2 separate regions of the Sus scrofa genome follow, and region 1 is linked to region 2. Evidence: chromatin contacts called from public promoter capture Hi-C data. All regions are on one chromosome and are shown on one strand. Each heading gives the region's core, a stretch centred on a gene start, on an enhancer-like site or on the middle of the called end of the contact. The rest is flanking DNA. Distances are from core to core; before and after follow the strand shown.

Region 1 (6,399 bases), core at 655-3,154, 120 kb after region 2:
GGTGTTGCATGATATCTAGCTTATTATTTCTTCGGGCGGTAGAAAGTGTGGAGGGGAAGCGGGGCTGCCCTAGACTCCCTCTGGTAATTTTTCCAGGCTCAGGGGTCAGCTCACTGAGCGCCTGCGTGGTGCTGGGTCCTGGGCTGGGTGTGGCCTGGGGGCGGGGGGATTCTGAGGGCCCAGAAGCTGACTCCGCTGGGGCTCAGCCTGAGGCTGGGAGGGGGCAGGGCTGACCTGTGTCTCTACCTGGGCCCTGGAAGAAGATGAAGGAGAGCAGTGTGGACGACCTGATGAAGAGTTTGGATAAGAACAGCGACCAGGAGATCGACTTCAAGGAGTACTCGGTGTTCCTGACCACGCTCTGCATGGCCTACAACGACTTCTTCCTGGAGGACAACCAGTGACGGGGCCCAGGCCCTGGCCTCTGCAGCTCCTATCACACACCCTTCCAGAAGGATGCTGCTTTAGCCTTCCATTCCCGCAGAGGAAATAAAGATTTTCCTTTCCAGGGGTCCGTGGCTGGTTTGGAAGATGTCTTGTCCATCTTGGCTGGGGGTGCGGTGGGCAGGGCAGCGATTCCCCTTCAGTGAGTGGAGAGCTTCTGGGGGCTAGGGTTCTGGGCTCCCTCTCCACTTCCTGTCCTTTGGTGTGGATGTGACTAAGTGTGTCTGGGCTTAGCATGGCCCTCCTGGAAAATGGGGAAGTTGGGCCAGGCTTTTGATGGCTTCCGAGGTGTGCTTCGGCTATGCAGAGAAAGTTAAGGAGAAAGTGCTTAGAGGGTGAGGACACTGGAGGCAGCCGGGATGTGGTTCCTGGGGGCAGTGGTGGACAGGCCAGTCTGACTTGTCACCAGCTCACAGGAGGCCACCCTGAGGACGCTGGTAAGAAAGGGGAGTGTGGCCTTGACCTCCAGGCCAGTCCCCTTTCCCTCTCCTCCGTTTCCCTCTCTGCAACAAGCCCTGCTACCCCGCATGCCACCTCAATCACCTCTAGGCTTTCTGCCTTTCCCACCTCCCCATATCAAAAGCCTTTCTCCAGAGAGGATCTGAGAGGAGTTCCCCCTTGTGCTGCAGCGGAATTGAATCTAACTAGGAACCATGAGGTTGCAGGTTCGATTCCCTGGCCTCACCCCAGTGGGTCAAGGATCTGGTGTTGCCATGAGCTGTAGTGTGGGTCGAGACCCTGCTCGGATCTGGCGTTGCTGTGCCTGTGGCAGAGGCCAGCAGCTACCCGAGGCCCTAAAAAGCAAACAAAACAAAACAAAACCCAAAACCAAAAAACACTGAGGATCTGAGAAACTTTGCATTGCAGGGTAAATAACTAGGGACACAGGGCTTGGCTCTGGCATGTGTGCCCCTGAAGCTGCAGGAGGCTCCGGTGTGCAATTCTGGAATTCGGGGTGGGGGAGGGGGTTGGGGAAGGGAGCAGGATGGTGGTAGGAATTCGTTTTCCGCTGGCGGATGGGTGTTGGAGAAGTCCTTGAAACTGTATTCTGTAGACCACCGGCCGCTCCCCACCCTTCATCTAGGTTTCGCCCTGGGAAGGGGGCACCCTTCTCTCCCTTCTCCACCCACTTCCGGCAGCCCCCCCAGCGTCAGTGACAGCGTCCTGCCCTGGCCTGTCACATCACGATGCTGGGGGGTGGGTGGCTGCAAACTGGGTTTCAGGGGTTAGGAAGGAGCTCGAGGTCACTCGGCTGGCTGCAGGTGGGACCCCCTCCCCCTCGAGGTCCCCCCCACCCCGCGGAGCCCTGAACTGCCCCGGGGCAGGAGGCGTGGAAAGTTTTGGGGCCCTGGTGTTGTGTAACGGCGAGCACAGGGTGGGGCGCGGGGCGGGCCGTGGGCGGTGGGGAGCCGGCCTCCCGGACGCGCCTCTATAAGGCGGGCGGGCCGGCCCCAGAGCCCAGCATCCCCTCGGCCGCTCCCTGCTCCCGTCGCTGCCGCCGTGGTGAGTCCTGGCCAGGGCAGCCCCGGTCCTTCTGAGCCAGCCCGCCCCGGGCTTGGTCCGCGGGCGGTGGATGGCTCGGCATCCAGCCTGGGGCTGCGGGGCTGCCGGGCGGGCGGGGAGAGGCAGGAGAAGCCAGGCTGGCCCAGGGCTAAGGCGTCCGTTGGGCGGCTCCGGGTAGTGGCCCATCTGGGGTGCGGGAGGGTGTGTCCCGGGCGGGCGTGTCAGCGCCGCCGTGTGTGGCCCTGGAAGGCTGTGTGTAGGGCTGGGTGCGCCGTCTCCACCCCCGCCCCGCAACATCCGCCCCAACTTTCCCGCAACCCCTGGAGGAGCGTTCTCAGCTGTGTTCCTGTCTGCTGCTTAGAATCCTTGAGCCACCTCGTCTCTGGTTCCCTGGAGGCCACAGATCTCTAGGCTCTAGAGTCTGCCCTCTTCCTCCCCTTCAAGCCTCGAGCTGTCTCCTGAGGTCACCTGACACTTACTTGGTGGTCCGGGCAGGGTCGTCAAAGGGAGTTGGGGTCGGGGGTGGGTGGTGGTGGGGATGGGGGTGGGTGGGTGGGGGGCAGAGGTCTTGGGGCTTGCGGTGAGTGAGAGGAGTGAGACCTCCGTGTGGCCCAGGACACTGACCAGCCCCTCTGCCCCCAGCCTTGAACTCAGCCTTCAGCCATGGCATGCCCTCTGGATCAGGCTATTGGCCTCCTGGTGGCCATCTTCCACAAGTACTCCGGCCGGGAGGGTGACAAAAACACCCTGAGCAAGAGTGAGCTGAAGGAGCTGATCCAGAAGGAACTCACCATTGGGGCGGTGAGTGAGTCTCCCCTGCCCCCCCCCCCCTTAGAAGCAGGATTGGGAGAAGGCCAGGCGCCAGGTGCCTGTGACTCACACTTACTCACATTCCGGGGACCTAGACCTTACCGGACCATTGGTCCACACCCCTGGGCCCTGAGGGGCTGGGGATATTCCCAGCCTGGTATTCACTCCTCCTGAGTCAGCAGCAGAGAAGTCAAGCCAAGTGAATTCAAGGTGGGCTCAGAGTTTTGGTGACAAGTGAGCACAGAGCCACTTGTCTGAGAGAGGGCTGCCTGGGAGGGGGAAAGGCAGAGAACCCAAGGTCTCATCACCCCTGAGTCCTGGATTTCCCATTTTGACCCGGTAGAAGCTGCAGGATGCTGAAATCGCAAAGCTGATGGATGACCTGGACCGGAACAAGGACCAGGTGGTGAACTTCCAAGAATATGTCACCTTCCTGGGGGCCTTGGCTATGATCTACAACGATGTCCTCCGGGGCTGAACATAAATTGAGACGGTGGAGACACCCTTTAGCTGGCCTGTTGATCTAGTGGTGGGTAACTGTACAATAAATTTTTTTTGTTGTTAAATCTACCCCTGTGTCCTGGCTTCCCTGTGATTTGTTTCCTCCTCTGCTTGCCGCTGCATCAGCCATCAGAGGGTTTTCTCGCAGTCCCCTCTGGGAGTGACTCAGTGACTCACCAGGTCAGGGGAGCTGGTGGGAGGGTCCACAAGATGATGGATGCGCCCTAACAAGGCAGTTACAGCTCCTAAACTGCTTTTATGTGAATCAGAAAAGATGTAAGCTCTGGGCAAAGCCATCTTAAGGAAAGGCTCAAGCGGTCCCCAGCACAGGGCGTTCTGGGGTGGGCTTGGAGAAGGAAATGGTGCTTAAGCCAGGCTGTGATGAGTCCAGAGTGGAACAGAGATAGTCCTAGCTGGGTCCTTGCAGACGACAAAGACAAGTTTTTGCTCTGGGTGTGGTCAAAGGGGAAGGTCCAGCAGGGCTGTGGGGCGGGGCTGGTCCACTCTCTCACTACAGGGAAGTGGGGGCAGAGAAGGCACATCTGGCATGCTCACAGCCTGGCTGGGGACTGCTGTGGATGCTGTACGGTCAAGGTCAATTCTGCTGCCCCTGCCCCGGTTGAAGGTGGGAGGCACACCTTAGGGCCCTTTGTTCTCAGAGTTGTGGTCTGAGAAGCTGGCAGCTGTGTGGATACATGAATCATGAGATGCTCATGAAAGGGGTGGGATGGGGGTCCCCGGGACTGGGCAGCCACAGCCCAGCCTTTCTGTCAATATTGAGCCAGCCCATTCCTAGCGCCTTAGCAGAATGGATCACCCCAGTTATTCCATGGAGCCACTGGTAGATGATGAATTGAAATTATCTGAGTTCATTGTTTGCATTAGTGTTTTCAGGCGGTGGGGGGAAGAAGGGGGTGGCGGGGGAGGAGGGGATGGTGGGGAGGGAGGGGGATCGGGGCAAGAGGGTTTCAGGGCGATGGGGCAGTTGTGGCAATGCTCTCCCATGCAGACCTAGTCTGTGCCAGGCAATTTCCTCTGTAGGTTCTGGGGGCCTCAGACAGAGACCGTTTCTTCCTGTCCCTCTTTTTCACCTCTCCACTTCCCAGCGGGCCCAGATTTGCGGAATTAAATCTTCTTCCTCCATGAGGTGGGGATGAGCAAACAGTCCCAAGAGGGCTGGAAACCTCACCTTTGGTGTCCCTCCTTCTCTAGTGGCCACTCCTTCCCCGCAGGGAGTAGGGACTGGCACAGTTGTGAACCAGGAAGGGACCCAGGATCTGAGCTCCCTGTCTGCACAGTCATGTCCAAGCCTTAGCTCCATGCAATCTCCTCTGGAAAGGTAACTTCTCAGCGGCCAGCATCTTGGGGCTTGGACCGAGCGCCCTCGTGTGGGCAGATAGCAGGACGCCGCGGGGAGCGGGTTGGTTTTCTCCAAACCCCAGGGATGGGCCAACGGTGTAGAGGCCAAGGTTGGTGGAGACTTTCCAACCAAGAGGGAAACGCCACTTGGACGCTCAGGGTATGTCAGCTCCCAGCAACTAACCCCCAAATAAAGCAACTCAATTTCACCTAAGACACACCTACCAGGAACAAGTCAGTAAGAGGAAGGCAGTTTGCAAAGACAAACAGAATCTGAATCGTGCTGCTCCCCTGCCCCACTTGCTTTTGGCAGAGAGGACATTCCTGCAGATGAAGGAGGGCTCCTTTCAAGGGGTGAAGACCCACTCCCGGGGTGGGGGCTGCTCCTGCATTTGCTGGGAGCTCGGGTGGGTGGCCTGGCCCAGGGATGGAAGAGAATCAATAAACCTGCACAGGGCACAGTCCACCTGCTGAGCAAACAGGCGTGTCCTTTATAAAGTGTCTGACTTTCCAGTGGAGGGCAACAGGAACACGGATTTAAAAAATAAAATAAACACTGAAATGTATAGTTAATCTTTAGTTTGCTTTGAGGGTATGTTTGGTGGGGGGGGTGGCAATGGGAGGAAGCAGCATTTACAATGGCATCTGGTGGGTTGCTGGCCTCACAGGGTGGAACTGGGTGTGGTGAGGGGCGCAGACTGGTCATTTTTTAATTGCGTTTGCCTCCAACTGATATAACGTTGGAGATGAAGCCTTTAGCTCAGTCTGTGGAACAGGGGTCTGGGCTTAGAGGGGAGGGAGCCAGTCAGGGGGCTTTACACCCAGTGCCTTTGCCGCTGCTGATCCAGGAGCACTGATTCACTCGCTTGTGGAACTGGCTCCGCTTTCTCCTCTTCCCTAGCTGAGCATAAATAGGCTTTAATCCTGTAACCTAGTCACCCTGACTCCCAGGAAGCTGAAACAGCAGCACCGCTGCCCATCTCTGTAAGCTGGGTTGGGCCCCAGTTGGAGGGTTTTAGGACTGAGTCAGAGCATGTAGCTCTTTGTTCTCTGCCAAGCATATCTGATGTTGTCAAGAATAGTGCCACTGTACACGGCATGGCACTTGTATTTTTACAAGGCACTTTCCTATCCATTGTCTTTTGTGATGCTTGGAAGTTTTATGTGTAGTGTGTATTATTAACCCCATTTAACAAGTGAAAAGACCAGGTTACAGTGAAGTAAGTGCCTCTACCCCTGGGCAAATCCCAGTGAAGAACTGGGCCCTTGCCATCCCGTCACCCATTCACTAATGCTTAGCTCATCAGGACATATTTCGGCCATTTCTTCTTCATGTTTTTCTCTTAAGTGTTTTAATCACATATGGAAGGTATACAAGATGATTTATAGAAATAATCAGTGAGGGAGTTCCCGTTGTGGTTCAGTGGGTTAAGAACCAGACGAGTATCCATGAGGACTTGGGTTTGATCCCTGGCTTCGATCAGTGGGTTAAGGATCCAGCATTCCTGTGAACTGTGGTGTGGATCGCAGACACGGCTCAGATCTGGCGTTGCTGTGGCTGTGGTGTAGGCCAGCAGCTACAGCTCTGATTGGACCCCTAGCTTGGGAACCTCCATATGCCGCGGGTGCCACCCTTCAAAACAAATGAATGAGTGAGTAGATGAATAAATAATAAAAAAGAAATAATCAGTGAGTCAGGGCTGCCTTGACCCCGGTCTCACCCTGGGCTTGGTCCCATTTGAGGACCAGACGTTCAGTGTGTAACCGAGCTGGACTCTGTGA
Region 2 (7,069 bases), core at 1,095-3,594:
TGGGGTGCTCCAAATGCCGTGGGTGCAGCCCTAAAAAGTCAGAAAAAACAAAACAGGAGTTCCCATCATGGCTCAGTGGTTAACGAATATGACTAGGAACCATGAGGTTGCGGGTTTGATCCCTGGCCTCGCTCAGCGGATTGAGGATCCGGCGTTGCCGCCGTATGTCGGTCGCAGACATAGCTCGGATCCCACATTGCTGTGGCTGTGGCTGTGACTGGCAGCTATAGCTCTGATTCAACCCCTAGCCCGGGAACCGCCATATGCTGCGGGTGTGGCCTTAGAAAAGACAAAACAAAGAGACAAACACACACAAAAAAACCTTAAAAATAAAACAAACTGGCACACCTCAATGACCGTTAGTTTAATTAATAAGTAAGGCTAAGGGTCAAGTCGGAGCTACAGCTGCCAGCTTGCGCCACAGCCACGTGGGATCTGAGTCATGTCTGCAACCCACACCACAGCTCTCAGAAACACAGGAGCTAACTGACTGAGCGGAGCCAGGGGTCCAAAACCCACATTCTCATGTTTACTGGTTGGATTTATTTCCACTGAGCCACAACCGGAAGCCCAAGTATTAATATCTAGTGGGACTGAATATATATGCAATTTAAATTTTGTAAACATATACAGCTACACTTACCCCTCTGCAATGAAGAGGAACAATTGCATCTACTGCAAGAATCTTGTACAAAAATGATCATAGCGGCTTTATTCATAATGTCTCCAAACTGGAAACGACCCAGATGTGTTTGCCGGTGGCTCAGCCTGTTGGAGGTCTGAACTCATCAACAGAAGAATGGATAAACAAACAGTGGAATATTTATGCAATGGAATGCTACTCATAAATAAAAAGGAGGAGTGGTTAAGGATCCCACATTGACACTCCTGTCAGTCTCGTCACTGCTGCGGCTTGGGTTTAATCCCTGGCCTGGGAACTTCCGCATGCCCTGTGGGGCTAAAATAAATAAACAAGTAAAAAGGAACAAATTGCTGATAAATGCAGAAACATGGAAAAATTTTGAAATGTGCCAAGCAAAAGAAGCCAGAGGAAAAAGAACACATAGGCTGTGAGTCCATTTATGTGAAGAGCAGACGAAACCAATCTACAATAAGAGAAATTGGAATAGTGTTTGCCTCCAGGGGGAGAGCAAAGGCGTATAAGCCAAATTTGTCAGGTGCTAAAAATATTCTTTATGTTAATCTATGCGGTGATTACAAGGGCAGAATACATTATTCAAAAATATTGGAGCTGTAGATTTAAGATCTGTGCATTTTGCTGTAGTAAATAATACGTCAATGTAATACTTAAAAGTTACACAATAGTATATATAATTCTAGAGTCAGTGTGGTAAATTGAATTAAATTACTCCTGCATTTTTCACGAGGAGGGTAAAATTAGACTCTGCCCTTTCAAGGAGGCACGAAATTTTTAGGGTAACCACTGAGGGAGCAGAAAAAGTGCGTAACTTTCTATTGACAGAGGCAGGGAAGGAATAATAAATATTAGTCAGTGAAAAAGAAGGCAAGAAGAGGGAGAAACAGGACAAAGAGCAACTTGTAATATGATTGATTTAAATGCAACAGCAGTTTATCCTTATATGTGGCTGTGAAGCTTCGTTTAAGAGTAAAATCCACCAGGGAGGTTGCCGAGTGAGGAAAGGAGAAATGAGGGGATACTGGGCAAGAGGGATGGGTCTGGTCTTTTTCTCCAGTCATTTCCGTTGTTCTCTTCATCTGAACTCTCTTTCCTGAGGCTGTCTCAGTTTGCCTTCTAGCCCCTCCACATCAGTATTTCTCCTCTCCGATTCAATTATTATATTCAAATCCGCTTCTCCTGCCTCAAGTTTCTAGTCTCTGTGAACTACATCCAGACGTGTAGTCATAGTTGCCTAAGTCCCTTCCTATTCCATTTCGCCTGCTTGCGCCATTTGCCTGCTTTTGGCAAAAATTAGCTTCTAAGGAGGAAAACATAGGAGTGCGGTATTTACATCTACTAGAAAAACAAGAGTTTCTGTCCTGGAGTGGGAAGGAGGGGGGAAAAGAAAGAAAAGCTCTCCTAGCAGAGGATGGTTTCGATCCATCGACCTCTGGGTTATGGGCCCAGCACGCTTCCGCTGCGCCACTCTGCTAGCTCGGCAAGATATTTTTCAAAAATCGTATAGAAAGTTCTCTGAGTGTTAGCCAACCTGATTGCTCTACACCATGCCCCCTGGTGTCCGTAAAAAAAAGTCTTTCCTGTCAAGTCCTTTCTTATTGGCTGGTCCCTGACATAGTAGGGGCTTTTTATTGGTTCATAAACCCGGTTTGCTGAAGTGAACCAATAGGCATAAGTGGTGCAGAACGGCGGGAGCCAATCACGCCGGGGTTTGTTGGCATACGCCGGCAAGCCGCCTCTCCAGTTGAGGGCTTCTCGGAGGAAAGGGGCGGTTGGTGTGGCCTCCATTGTTCGGACTTTGGGACGCCATGAGGTAAGGGTCGTGGGGTGCTCTGGAAGGGTTTCGAGTATTCGACCAAAAACTTTGGGTACGCGGGCTGAAAGGACTCGGAGGTCTTGAAGGGCCGTGTATCTGGGGGCTGCACGGAAATCTGAGAACTCCCGCTTGGGAGCGTGGGGGAAGTCGGGGGCCGCGGAGGCGGGGAAACGTGGGCCAGGGATGGGGGTGGGGCCCAGGCAAGGGGAAGCGGGAGCGGGGGCGGTTAGATGAGGGGCTGTCCTCACCTCCCAGGAGGACCACCTCCCCACCCCGACCACCATCTAGACTGAGAAGGCTTGAACGTGCCTCGTTCATACTCCAGGCTAAGTGCTTGACGTATAGGGTTGCCGTTAGATGCTTTTACTAGTTACGAATAAATGAGCAATCTCGTTAGTCTCTGAAGTATTAGGGCTGGCGCGCCCCGGGAATTATGGGGCATTTCTTGTAGGGCTCACTGAACCTCGTCAGTATTTGATGTGATTAAATTACCCAGAAGGAGGCGGTCTTGGGGGTTGAGGCTGGGCGCTTGGGACGGATGGAGAGCAAGTGTTGTCAGTGGGAATGGGATCTCTTAGCTTCCAAACGGAAGTTCACGGAGATGGCGGTAAGCGAACTTGAAATCATATGGCCGGTATGGTGGAGGTCGTTTCAACGCGGTGAGAACCAAGTTAAAAATGTATTTATGCATTTCTAGGGGGGACAGAGGCCGTGGTCGTGGCGGGCGCTTTGGTTCCAGAGGAGGCCCAGGAGGAGGGTGAGTGCCAGTTTTTAGCATCTCTGCACACTTAGTTTCCATTTCAGTCACCTAAATGGGGTGTTTGGAGCGGACTAATCTTACCTGCTTTTGTGAGCTCCAGCTGTGGTTTAGAAGCATTCTTTCCGTGCTCTCCTAAATGAGAGTTCTGGCCCCTTTATGCTAAAACCACTTGATTTCTGTGGTGAATAATTTGACTTGTTTTTCATTTTTTAGGTTCAGGCCGTTTGTGCCACATATCCCATTTGATTTCTATTTGGTGAGTACCTTGACCGCAGTTCACTTGTTTCCTGGAGCCTAGGGTCTCCCTGTTAATAAAGTCAAATGGTGGTTGGAGTAGGAAAGGGGGTTAGTGAGTGGGATTGGGTTTTGAGTCAGCCTGTATTGCTTTACATACAAAAGCAGTGTAAACTGGGTGGGGAACATAGTTCCTTGACTACAGTTGGTAGTAACAGGATTAGAATCTTTGTTTTGAACAGTTAATTGTATCTTTGGTTTATCTGTTAATGTAACGGTAGTGAGAGCTTAAATTATGGCTCTTCTAGTTTCTATGCTTGTTTAAATATTTTATGGAGTTAAAAATAAGTGTTTTAGAATTTTCTCTTTTCAACTTTTTTTTGTTTTGTGGCAACAGGAAAAAACAATCTTTATTTTATGTTATTTTTGGTGGGTAGTATAAAATTGTTTATTTCTGGTTTAGTGTGAAATGGCCTTTCCTCGGGTCAAGCCAGCACCTGATGAAACTTCCTTCAGTGAGGCCTTACTGAAGAGGAATCAGGACCTGGCTCCTAATTCAGCTGAGCAGGTATATTCTGTTAGTTTTCCTCCTGAGATTTCACGAATGAAGTAGAGAAGTAAATAACTACTGGTGCCGTTACACTTATCAGAGCCTGCCCTCCCCAGAGGGTTTAATTGTTCTCCTTATTTCTCACTGTGGGTGGAGGGAGAGCACCAGGGATGATATAAACAAATTATGTGTGCATTTATATTTTTACTGGGGCATCTATCTTTGGATCAAAGTTTTCTCTTCTGGCATATTCAAAGCCAGAAGGGTCCAGAGTGTTTTCAGAGTCCGTTGTAGGTACTGATTGAGCCTGTATTGCAGGGATTAGGGGAAAACATTCAAACTTGATGAGAAGTTGCTTATCATGTTTCACCTTTATGGTATTTTTGTTTCCTGCTGTTTTCAGGCCTCTATCCTTTCTTTGGTGACAAAAATAAATAATGTGATTGACAACTTGATCGTGGCTCCAGGGACATTTGAAGTGGTGAGGTTTTGATGATTTAGTCCTAGGGAAGGGTGGCCTTGGTAGTGTGGAAGTTGCCTTGCTTGGCTCTAAGGTTTTTCTTCTGAAATTCTCTCTCCAACAGCAAATCGAAGAAGTCCGACAAGTTGGATCATATAAAAAGGGAACGATGACTACAGGACACAATGTGGCTGACCTGGTGGTAATCCTAAAGATTTTGCCAACACGTGAGTGTGCCTTTCCCTGGCCTTGGAAACAGAACATATTTGGGTTTGAGGTATAGGGATCTTTAAAGCCCATGTATCTTGTGTGAAAGGCTGTTTAGAAGACAGGTGGGAAATATATTTATTTTGGCGGGTGGGAAAATTTTTTTAATGTGTCGTATCTGAAAAAAAGTATGGCCAGTTACCAAAGGGCAGTGTGTCTCAACTGAGGGTGGTTTTGTTCCCCCATTTGGCAGCGCCTGGAGGTGTTTGGGGGCTAATGTTTTTGGGTAGAGCTCAGGGTCACCTCTAAGCATTCTACAGTGCACAAGACAGACCCTCCCTTCCAACCCCAAACAAAGAATTATCTAAGCCAAGAGGGCATTAGTGCCACTGCAGAAAAAGATGTGTGTGCTGGAGGGGATGTCCTATTCCCTGAGCCTTCCAGTTTCTCTGTCCAGGTGTTAACTTTCCCTTGTTCCAGCAGAAGTAGGGTGCAGGGTAGCTTAGAGATGTATGGATGAAAAGTCTACACAAATAACTGCAATATTAATTATCTTTTCTCTTGATCTAGTGGAAGCCGTTGCTGCTCTTGGGAACAAAGTCGTGGAGAGCTTGAGAGCACAGGATCCTGCTGAAGGTTTGAGTTTGTTGCTAAACATGTAATTTAGTGGTCACAGGAACCAGGTCTGTAATTATAAGTACATTTTAACAGAGTCAGATCAGGCTAGAAGGAAGAGTGAATGAATGCAGAGTTTTTTGTTGGGGAAGTTTTTGGCAGAGATCTCCAAATGTTCAAAATCCAGTAGATCTCTTACCTAACTTTTAAAATCCTGTATTCTTGGCATTCTCTTGTGGTGCAGCTGGTTATAAAGATCTGGTATTCTCACTGGCCACTGTGGCATGGGTTCAATCCCTAGCCTGTTCGCCTTCTGAACTGTTGCTGTATTTAAAAACCTGTCTGTTGCCCCACCCTCACCCTGGATTTACCTGTCATAGGATGGAAATATGAGAGTTACAGCTTTTTTTTTTTTTTTTTTCTTTCAGTTTTGACCATGCTGACCAATGAAACTGGCTTTGAGATCAGTTCTTCTGATGCTACAGTGAAGATTCTCATTACAACAGTGCCGCCCAATCTCCGAAAACTGGACCCAGAACTCCACTGTTAGTCCTTTTATTCCGTTGCGGGGAAATTTGGGAGCAATTCAGAACATCATAAAAAGTGCTATTGAGTTTAGTTTGTTGATATTCCACATCAGACCTTTTGGGATCTAAGTTTACTCCTACACTTTGCTGTCTTCCCTTATAATTTGAAAACGGTTTTACCAGCTTGCTGGTGAAACTGTCAAAGACAGCATGGCCAAGAAAGCAGTTTAAGGACCTAAGAAAAAGGACTGAGGGAATATTTATGGGGGTGGGGTAGGCTTTTGGAGAAAATCATCGGAAGGAGGAATAGTGGTTTTTAGACAAGCGATTTATGGGTCTGGGGCACGTGGGGTTGGTTTAAGGAACTACTGAATTACCCTGTTCTTCCAAGTTCTTGGACTGTGGCAGTGGGATTGAATTGCTTCCTCAATAACAGAAATGTTTCGTCTTGGATGTCGTGCTTGTCTTCTAGTGGACATCAAGGTGTTGCAGAGTGCCTTAGCAGCCATCCGACACGCCCGCTGGTTTGAGGAGAACGCTTCTCAGTCCACGTGAGTCCCTCCCTATATGAGTGGAGATTGATCCTCACCCTTCTGATGACAGTGAACAGCAGGATGCCCCCATATTGCCTCTCACAACTTGGGATGTCTGTCTGGATTTTGATTTTGCCCTTGAGGAAGCAGACTTAGGTTGTACAGTTCTGGAAACAGCATTACCTCTGTGCCTCAGGTGCGGAAGTAAATGATCTTATTACTGTTTTTAAGGTATAATTGATGTCCAGTATATTACGTGTTAAATGTGTACAACATAATGATTCAAAAATTTAAAGGTTGTACTCTGTTTATAGTAGTTATAAGATACTGACTGTATCCCGTGTTGTACAGTATTTCTTGTAGTTTATATACATAATAGTTTGTAGCTCTTAATCCTCTACTCCTAACTTGCCCTATCCTGCCCTTGCCACACTAATGGTAACCATTAGTTCTTTTTATCTGTAAGTCTGTTTCCTTTTGTTTGTATTCACTAGTTTCTTATGATCTTTTATTACTTTTAATCCCTGGTCCTGCATACCTTCAGAGTTAAAGTTCTCATTAGACTGCTGAAGGACCTGAGGATTCGTTTTCCTGGTTTTGAGCCCCTCACACCTTGGATCCTTGACCTGCTTGTAAGTAATGAAGGGCAGTTGGAACTCCTGACCCTGTTTAACAAATCTATCAGAATATGAAATTTGGTACAGATTGT

What was found. Promoter capture Hi-C pulls out the DNA fragments that hold promoters and counts their contacts.
Region 1: a contact with region 2 is called in a promoter capture Hi-C map of fetal skeletal muscle, with 5 times the contacts expected there. The contact joins the promoter of S100A6 here to the promoter of ILF2 in region 2. A contact is called at or near these places in 4 of 5 promoter capture datasets (fetal skeletal muscle, liver and skeletal muscle), 9 of 47 Hi-C or Micro-C datasets (embryonic fibroblasts, epiblast stem cells, fetal skeletal muscle and 4 more) and 2 of 2 datasets of contacts at active chromatin or transcription factors (alveolar macrophages and skeletal muscle).

What each region holds. Positions count from the first base shown.
Region 1 is chr4:96,096,360-96,102,758 of Sscrofa11.1, forward strand. S100A6 (S100 calcium binding protein A6) reads left to right here and starts at 1,905. Exons shown (of 3, transcript NM_001044557.1): 1 at 1,905-1,947; 2 at 2,590-2,748; 3 at 3,101-3,326. The coding sequence starts at 2,611. The coding sequence ends at 3,235. S100A5 (protein S100-A5) reads left to right here. Exons shown (of 3, transcript XM_021090792.1): 3 at 264-511. The coding sequence ends at 404.
Region 2 is chr4:95,978,518-95,985,586 of Sscrofa11.1, forward strand. ILF2 (interleukin enhancer-binding factor 2) reads left to right here and starts at 2,345. Exons shown (of 14, transcript XM_005663409.3): 1 at 2,345-2,471; 2 at 3,172-3,231; 3 at 3,448-3,490; 4 at 3,932-4,036; 5 at 4,422-4,499; 6 at 4,603-4,705; 7 at 5,256-5,321; 8 at 5,729-5,845; 9 at 6,300-6,378; 10 at 6,905-6,992. The coding sequence starts at 2,467. TRNAM-CAU (a tRNA gene) reads right to left here and starts at 2,132; the gene lies at 2,061-2,132.